2 separate regions of the Rattus norvegicus genome follow, and region 1 is linked to region 2. The links are chromatin contacts, called in public Hi-C maps. All regions are on one chromosome and are shown on one strand. The core of a region is the stretch at or near the end of the contact, and the rest is flanking DNA. Distances in the headings are between cores, read along the strand shown. Region 1 has its middle 29 kb from the start of Rdh14. Region 2 has its middle 250 kb from the start of Nt5c1b.

Evidence for each region. A called contact is a pair of places that touch in the nucleus more often than the background predicts.
Region 1: a Hi-C map of the A7r5 cell line shows a contact between it and region 2, with 2.5 times the contacts expected there. The contact joins two enhancer-like sites. A contact is called at or near these places in 2 of 12 Hi-C or Micro-C datasets (the A7r5 cell line and the Rat2 cell line).

The regions. Positions count from the first base shown.
Region 1 is chr6:38,902,613-38,907,081 of GRCr8, forward strand. No RefSeq gene overlaps it. Among named protein-coding and RNA genes, the nearest start is that of Rdh14, 29 kb to the left of the region's middle. Within about 2 kb of position 2,084, at least 2 of the 93 cell types and tissues checked have an H3K27ac peak or open chromatin away from gene starts, as enhancers often do. A contact at or near this core is called in the A7r5 cell line, where this site is marked.
Region 2 is chr6:38,606,497-38,610,977 of GRCr8, forward strand. No RefSeq gene overlaps it. Among named protein-coding and RNA genes, the nearest start is that of Nt5c1b, 250 kb to the right of the region's middle. Within about 2 kb of position 3,040, at least 3 of the 93 cell types and tissues checked have an H3K27ac peak or open chromatin away from gene starts, as enhancers often do. A contact at or near this core is called in the A7r5 cell line, where this site is marked.

The DNA of each region.
Region 1 (4,469 bases), core at 834-3,333, 300 kb after region 2:
GGCTTCTGCAAATAGTTGAATATCATTGTGTTATATTTATTTGTAATATATTATTATAGTGCGTTATTTGTATAGTATTTATTTATAATATGTATCTTGGTATGTCATTTATACTAACATTCTCTTTTTTTATGTTTTCATCTCTGGATAAGAGCACAGCTTAGAGGAGGCAGTGCTCTCGTTCCAACATGTGGGTTTCTGAGAATTGAACAAAGAATGCCAGGCTTGGCAGCAATCGCCCTACCCAGTGAACTGTCTCAACTCCCCTATGCTTATTTCCAAGATGATTGAAGTGTTTTTTAGAAGAAATGACTATAAGAAGGGGGATGTGAAGGCTCTGTATCACAGCAATATTGTATAATTCACCTACAGTAATGTGCATAAGTTGTTCACTATGCGGTAGTTTAGTTAAACTTTATTATCATAGGGAAATTTAGTAAAGGGTATCTGATATGGCTCTATATTATTTATTTAAAGTGAAGACTAGCCTGAGAGTTATAACATTTTATTTCAAAGATGTGTAAATTTATTGACTTATTTATTCATTCTTAGATAAGGTCTCACTTTGTAGCCCTAGCTGGTCTGTAACATTATCAAAGTTAGCTGGAAGATCCAGGAGTTTGCTATGAGATTGTGTTACCTAGTAATGTCAGGTACACTCATAAAACGTTATATACATGGTTGTCTATAAACAGGATCTGAAGAAGGACCACGCCACTGCACATGCCAAAGTGGATAGGGAAAATCCTATGAGACATCAAACCTACACAAAGAATTACAGGAAACCAAGGAAGGCTGATAGCAGGAGAATAATCTTCCCAGAGAAAAGCACACCTCAAGAGTTAGTTATACAATACTGAAAAGTCAGTCCTGAAAACATCATAGAAGTAACACTAAATAAACTAAGCAGGTTATATTTAGGAATAAATATATGTATAAATATTTGCATACAGTAACAGTTAATGGAAAAACAAGAGGCCATGAACTTGAAAGTGAGCTAGGAGAGGTATGTGGGAGGTTTTAGAAGGAGGAAAGAGAAAATGTTCTAATCATATTATGATACCATTTTTTAAGTTAGCCCAAGAAAACATTCAGATACCTAAGAAATATTTCCCAGCTTCACTCAGTTTTTGAAGGGATGATCTGGGACGCTGTGTATTTTTGACCATTTTGGACTGCAGGCTTTCTCTTCCCATTGCCCTGGGCAGATGAGCATTCAGAGACCAGAGATGGAAGTTCCTATGAGATTGTGTTACCTAGTAATGTCAGAAGTTACACTCATAAAACATTATATACATGATTGCCTATAAACAGGATCTGAAGAAGGACCACACCACTGCACATGCCAAAGTGGAGAGGAATCTCATGGGACTGGGGAGTAGCTTGTCTTCTCTGGCTTTATCCCATCCCTTCCTCCCTCTGCCTCTTCCAATATAGTTCATTTGATGGTAAAATGAGTTCTGTCAGAATAATCCTGCCAATCATAGTGATAAGTAGTGAGAGACTTGAAGTTTAGGGATAAAGAGACAGCTAACAAATACTTGTGCAGAGGTGTAACCTCAAGCATGTACTCAAGCAGCCATCATTCTCCAATCACACAAGCCTTTAGAGCTTCCCCTCACTCAATGGGCATGAATTTTGGTGACTTTGGTCAAATACATTTTAATGTAAGAGGCAGAATCTTCTTGGCTGTTTTAATTTTAAAGGTATTTGAAAAGTCAACAGATAGTTCATCATCAGGTAGATCTTTGAGAACAAGAACAAGAAGTTGAACTAGAAAGGTGGGTGGCCACTCTCTGTACATGAAGTGTAGGCAGAGTCTGCATAGGAGAATTAGGTTGTAGTTCATTCTGAGAAGTGGGAAAGCTTTTTCAACAGATCACATCATCTTAAGAGACTTCCAGAATTGAATAATACCTCCAGAATTAAATAAATTGCATGTGTGGTTATAAGAAAGCTGAGCACTTATTTATCCACATCATTAGTCACAGAAATTCCTGTAGGGAGGAACAGCCCAGCCCCACAGGTCATCCACTTCATGTTTCCTTAACACTTCCACTGTTTTTTAAACACCCACTTCTTGATTTATGACTGCACTGTGGCCTCAGGCTGGGCCTAATAATGCAGCACGTACCACCCCATCACAGTGACACACACATTCCCTCGCACCAATTTAAGTCATCCCATATGTGAGCTCATGCCTTTTATTCTGCTATCTGGGAGTTCACGAAAACAGGTGACCTATGTGGCAAGCCAAAGTCCTTTACTTTGGTTCGCAGTTCTTACTTCTCAGGTTAACTCTAGCCATTCTGTGATCTTGCCCCCCTTTCCCCCTCATTTATTTAGTTTCCTTCAATCTGGGTGTTTATTTCCATAGAAAATGTTTTTCCTTTTCCTTACATGGCATGGGATGAGAAAAGAAAGGTTGCTCTTACATTAGGATTCTCTAGAGGAACAGAACCCATTGTACCAATCTATTTTAAAAGGGATTGGTTCATACAATATAGCCTGAGTAGTCCAGCCACGGGTGTCTTTATACTGAAGAAGGTAAGAACTGAGTCTGCATAATCTATGACCCTGAATGCCTAGCAGTCACTGTCTGGCACTGGAGAATTCCTATAGAGTCACTGATCTTGGGATCACATTAGGAAGTGGAAGACGCTGGGTTCTAATGTCAGTGAAGAATGACTGAGGCAGAGATAGCAGCAACAGAATAAAAGTCACCAGCAATGCAAGGACAAGAGAGATATGAAGGCAAGCAGGTAAGAAGCAAAGGTGTTCAGTCTTCCTTATATCCAGGCTGCTGCTGAAAGGTGCCAGATGTACTAAGGGTGGGTCTTTCCAGTCAGTTGATGTCATCAAAGAGAGCCACCAAGAAAACTCACGGGTATCTTGTTGACAGGACAAGATGAGCAGGGATAAAGACGGAGTAAAGACTGATGGAACAGCCAACCAATGACTGCCACAATTTGAGACCCATGCCCTGGGAGAGCCAACCAACCCCTGACACTATTAATAATACCATTCTATGTTTGCAGACAGAAACTTAGTGTAACTGTCTGAGAGGCCCACAGCAAAGCATCAGGCAGTCTTTGCGTAGTCTTGTAGAAGAATTGGGGATAGAATTGAGCAAGCCAGAGGGGTCTAGGACACCACAAGAAGACCTACTCAGTCAACTACCTTGGGACTATGGGGGCTCAAAGCTTCTGGATCACCAGCCAAAAAGCATGCAGGGACTGTACCTATGTCCCCTGCATATTTGGAGATGTGTAGCTTGGTCTTGATGTAGATCCCCTAACAATTGGAGCAGGGGCTGTCTTAGACTCTGTTGCCTGCTTTTGGATTCCCTTTCCCTAGCTGGACTGCCAGATTGGCTCTTAGTGGAAGAAAACGTCCCAGAGCAGTTTAGTACACAAGGGAGCAGTTCCCCTTCTCTGAGGACTAGAGGGAAAGGTTAGTGGGGGTGGGAAGACTGAGAGAATAGGAGGGAGGGGGTTTGTGATGAGGATGTAAAGTGAATAAATAAATAAAATAATTAAACAATGAAAATAAAAATAAGAAAACCCACAGGCGTTTTTGTTGTTGTTGATTACAGAGTCAGTCAAGGTGACAAACAATATGGTAACCATCACAACTTCCTTTATGAAATTACTGCCCCTGTGGCAAGCTTCAGATCACAGACGGTCACCCTTAAATAGGAAATGTTCTTCTGTATTTGACTTCATTTATCTTTCCTGTTTTTCCTTCATGCACTGGCTCTTATGCCCCAACTACAGATATCATCAGGATCATCCTCCCTCCCCTAAGATACCATGACTGTATACTTCATCTTCTACAGAATGCTGGAGGTCATGGCCATTTTGCCAGTCTCTGGGATTGAGCAATGTGTGTTTTAGTACCTGGCATCGAAGATACAGAGAATGGAAGAAATCAACAAGTGAGGACCCGGGGAAAGACAAGTATACAAATTAAGGGGGAAAGACTCAGAGAGAACAAGCTTACCACCACCTTGACCATGATTTCCAGCTTCCGAAACTGTGGGAATATAAGGTTCTCTCATTTAAGCCACCAGCCCAGAGAATTTCATATGCTAACCATGGCAATAGAGCACCACAAATAACTATAGTTTATGGTTATAAGAATTCAATATAGCCAAATATCGTAGAACCAGTAGAGGAAAGGAATCATGAGTTATTCAGCATGGGGATCCAGAACAGAAAAGAGTTCCTCAAGCGAGGCTTAGAAAGAAGGATGTGAACTTACAGAACAAAGATGGACGGAATATATGCTGGATGAGAAATTCCTTTTTAAGATCCCCAATTGCTTTCTTCTTATTGGTGCTCTAGTCCATTCCCGAGACTTCACTTGCCTTTTCTCTCTTGGCTAGTCTGTATGAACAGGAGTACAGGGTATTATTTCTTCAGGCTTTCCCTGTGCCTCCCTCAGTTTCTTGTTTTCCTCAGAAAATG
Region 2 (4,481 bases), core at 1,790-4,289:
GTTACCCGAAATAATTCACAGCCAATTATTGACTTGTAAGTAACATGCAACTTTAACTGCCCTGTAAGGAATTAAAATAACAAACGTAGTGTCTTTGCAACTAACATATGCACACTAAGTGTACAGGCACACAAACACACACACACACACACACACACACACACACACACACACACACACACACAGAGTGTATGAAAAATGCTATTGTTTCCTTGGCATTGAGAAAAGAAATCTCTTATGTTCAAGCTGCCAGATTGAATGAATAAAACAGGAAAAGTAACAAAACAAAAGATCAAGTGGATCCTTGGGAAAAAAAAAAAAACTATCACTGTTGCCATTTGAATTGAACCAGAATCTCCAGATAACAGTGACCACCAAAGCAAAGGAAGAAGAACAAAAACCTCGAGTTTTCGATTTGTTTTCAGTAACACAGGACTTGCCCTCACTAAAATGTTGTCCTGGGGAGTTAATTAAACAGCCAATCTGGCCTATCCTGAGATGTGAGGGGACCTGTGACAGGCTGAACAAATGGGTCAGTAAAGGTGTGGGCTGTTTGACTTGATTGAGGAGCTTGAGGTTTTCACCCCTAAGTCTCCCTGCCATCTGGAAGTGAGTTTGTGGAATGTAGGATGGCTGCCTCTCTGCCCTTATCTGCTGATAAGATTTTCAGCCTCAAACACGTGTACTCAAAAGGCAGGGAGCAAGCATTTCAGTCTTTAAACAGCTTCCAAACCCTCCCTCTGAAGTGCCCGTTGTGTTAAGGCAGGGAAAGGAAGTAAATACTCTTGCATGTTTTGCCCTTTCCCTATCTAGGATGTTTGATGTCAAAATGAACAAAGACTAAATAAAAAGTTTGCCTAAAGGGAAACTGGAGCCATGATGAGTCTCCTAAGCCTTAGGACTCTAAAGCTAAGCACCTTTAAGAAGAGACACCCATGCAGAGAAGGTGTAAGGAAGTCTAGTACTCACGCTTCAGGAACAATAGCAACTTTTACAACTGCCTGGTCGTCAAGTTGAATCCCAAAAAACAAAATATTTAAGAATGTCTACTTAGAAAAACTACTGGAATATCATTACCTGAGACTCCAGATAATTATGAGAAAGACTTGGTTTCTGGAAATGGAGGAAATATAGATTGTTTTTGTTCCTCGTGTGTGTGCATGCATGCATATATGCATCTCTCTCTCTCTCTCTCTCTCTCTCTCTCTCTCTCTGTGTGTGTGTGTGTGTGTGTGTGTGTGTGTGTGTGTGTGTGCGTGTGTGTGTGGTGAGGGTGTTGTGTAAATTGACCCCAGTTTATCCCAGAACTTTATTCTTGCTAGACAAATGCTCTAACCACTGAGCAGCATCCTAATCCTGCCCTTTTTCCTTTTAAAGAGAAAATTGAGAGCACACCTAAGGGGCATGCAGCTGCTGTCGTAGAGTTTGTGTTATGTACCAGGTACAAGGTTGTAGTGAATGTAAACTTAGATTTAGTCTGTGTGTCAAGGCAAAACTGGGATTAAACAAAGCTAGTAATGCCTGGGCCAGACATTTACATCACATGCAGAGCCCGAAGGGTTCAGTAGATTCAAAATGATATTCCAGAGACCATGAGATGGCTTCACTGGTAAAAGCATTTGCTATGCAAGCCTAATATCTTTAGTTCAATCCCTGGAACCAAAATAAAGGTAGAAGAAATAGACTAACTCTGTGAAGCTGTGCCCTGACATCCACACCTTAAACCAAGGCACAGACACATCCATACACACTTAATGTATGCTGACACATAATAATAGAGTCTTTACAAACATCTTCATAACTTCCATGTGATCATCCAATGACATATTTTTCAGTTCCTACTATGCCATGGGCACAAAGTAGAAGAGTGAATTATCAAGCCATTTAATTCACTAAAGCCTAGTTTTCATGGAGTTTATACCCAGGCACATGGGCAGAAGAGCAGAAGAATTACAGAACAGAGTGACGCAGTCCCTAAGAAATAAAAATCCAGATTCTGCTTCCAGGTCAGAGACAGGAACCACTGAGAAAGATGGGATCTCATATGTCATTTGGCTTTCAAAAGTCCCTTTTTGGCTCATCCCATCTCAGGCTAATGTTTAAGCTCAAAGAGAGAAGAAGTCTAACATTGTGAAGTTAGAAATATGTAATAGCAAATGTGATCAACATATTCCTTTTTGGTATAAGTTTATGGTATCTAAATGACTAGATTTTTTGCCACAGGGGGAAAACATTATATAATTTTATTTACTTATTAAAAATATTACAAGTATCTCTCAAAGATTTGTACTGATTCTGACTCCTATATCCTCGGATGCTAGGAAACAGGACCCCTTTTACCTTAACTTTTAAATGGGGCAAAATCTTCTCTTATCTTCTTATAGAACTAATCAGTTTAGTAGGAGATAAGTGATCTGATTTTTCCTTGACAAAAAGCAAAGAGAAAAATGTAGCCTATACAGTCCCTGTTGGGTCTGAATTAGTGTCTGGAAATGTTAGAAGGAATTGCAGAGTGACATAAGATATGGATACTCTAGTTGGCAAAATAATCGCTTGAGCATCATAGCTTTGTCCAGAGCAAACTGATGGAATGTCTTTTTCTACAGCTGTCATATTAATTAACATTAATTAATTAACTTATTAATACACTGGCTCCTGTGAATCCAAGCTCAACAAACAAACAGGTATACAGAGCAGCCCTGAAAGAAAACGTTAATAAGCTGCTGTGGAAATGCATGGTGTTTAAAACTACTGGCATTCATTAAGGGCCCACTTTCTGTAATTTCACATAGCCCCTAGTCATTGCTGGCCTCTGACTTTGTCACTGCGTACATTTCATTCTCAAAATGTACCAAACGCATCTCCTCAGAAATCTCTGCAGCCCATCAAACAACACCTCTGTTGGTTTACTCGTCACAATGCTCCCGGATTCTGTTTTACTGGCCAAGTGAGGAAAAGTCCTCTTGCTTCCAGAGGTCACACACTATCTTGATTTAGCAGGATGGGCCCCTGAATCACTCCTCTTCTCAGTAGCAAAGAATGCAGTCTCAGAAGGATTAATTACCAAAGCCAGTAATCCTGACTCCAACCTCCAAATATATGGGGAAGTCCAACAAAAATCTTGAAAGTGATTTGCAACATTCTGTTCCAATCTGTCTCATGAGTAATGCCACTCTGACACCTCTTACCCATGTAAACAGAATTATCTCTCACACATCAGCTATTCTTTCTGAACCCTCTCCTTTTCACCCCGAGGCTCAATTTTCCCTCCCCTGAAAGAAGATCAACATAGTTTTACTAATAGCTTCTACCTCACTCTCCCTAGTGAAATGAATACCCTCCAAAGGTAGGAATGCCAGTAGCTTGTTTTATTACAAGTCATATGTACTCCCACAGGCCTGGGCAAAAATTAATTATGTATTTTGGTCTCCAGCCCAGGGGACATAGAAATGCTTGGCAAAATCTCCCAAGTCGGATCAAACCTGGCAACTGCTGTCACATCACATCAGTGAGATCTCAGTTTGCTCAGAAATAACCGGAGTGGAAATTCCTGATTGACCATTAAAAGGCTTAAGCAGGTAGCACTTTCTTAAAGTTATTTTGATTTCGACTTGGTAGGCTAAAATTCAGCCAGAGACCACACATCTGCCCATCACAGTAGAACAGTTGTCTGCGAACCTGCCCTTCTATACCCACAGATTCCACAACCAGCCACAGACCAAAACCATCTAAAATTTTATGTCTGTGCTGAACAAATACACATATTTCTTGTCATTATTCCTTGTACAATACAGAAGAGCAACTATTTTCATACTATTTACATTGTATTAAATATAATATAGAAATAATTTAAAGAACTGAATATGTGTTTAGGTTATATGAAATGCTATATCATTTTATATAGTTGTATATAACAGACACAAGCATCTGTGGATTTGGACAATTGAACTGGGGCCTGGAACCAATCCTCTGCAAATGCCAAGGATGATTGCAATTCTATGAATGAATGGACTTGCAAACTACTTATAAACTTGTACTCCATGACTGACCATTGAATATAAATAAAAGATATCACTTTTATGTATTTACATACACACACATATATATACATATATAATATTATAAATGACTATGAAAATGATTGTGTCTATGTTAATGTATATAACAATTGATATAAAATATTAGAGTTTTATATTGCCCAAGTGAGATTCTTTGGCTCAGAATGCTAAAGGTATCTTAATATATTCAATAAAAATTTGAATTACTAAAAAAATGAATTATAGAAAACTATACCCCACAAAAAGCCACATATTAATTTGAGGCACAGATATAATTAAAACCCAAATAACTATGTTGAAACCGTGACATTTACTGTGCACATGTACCCAACATAGGTCACATAGGGAAAATCTTTTTCCCTTACAAATAGCTATCCATGTTCCGTTTCTGTTGTTGTTTTATTAGTTTTTTGAATGCCATTG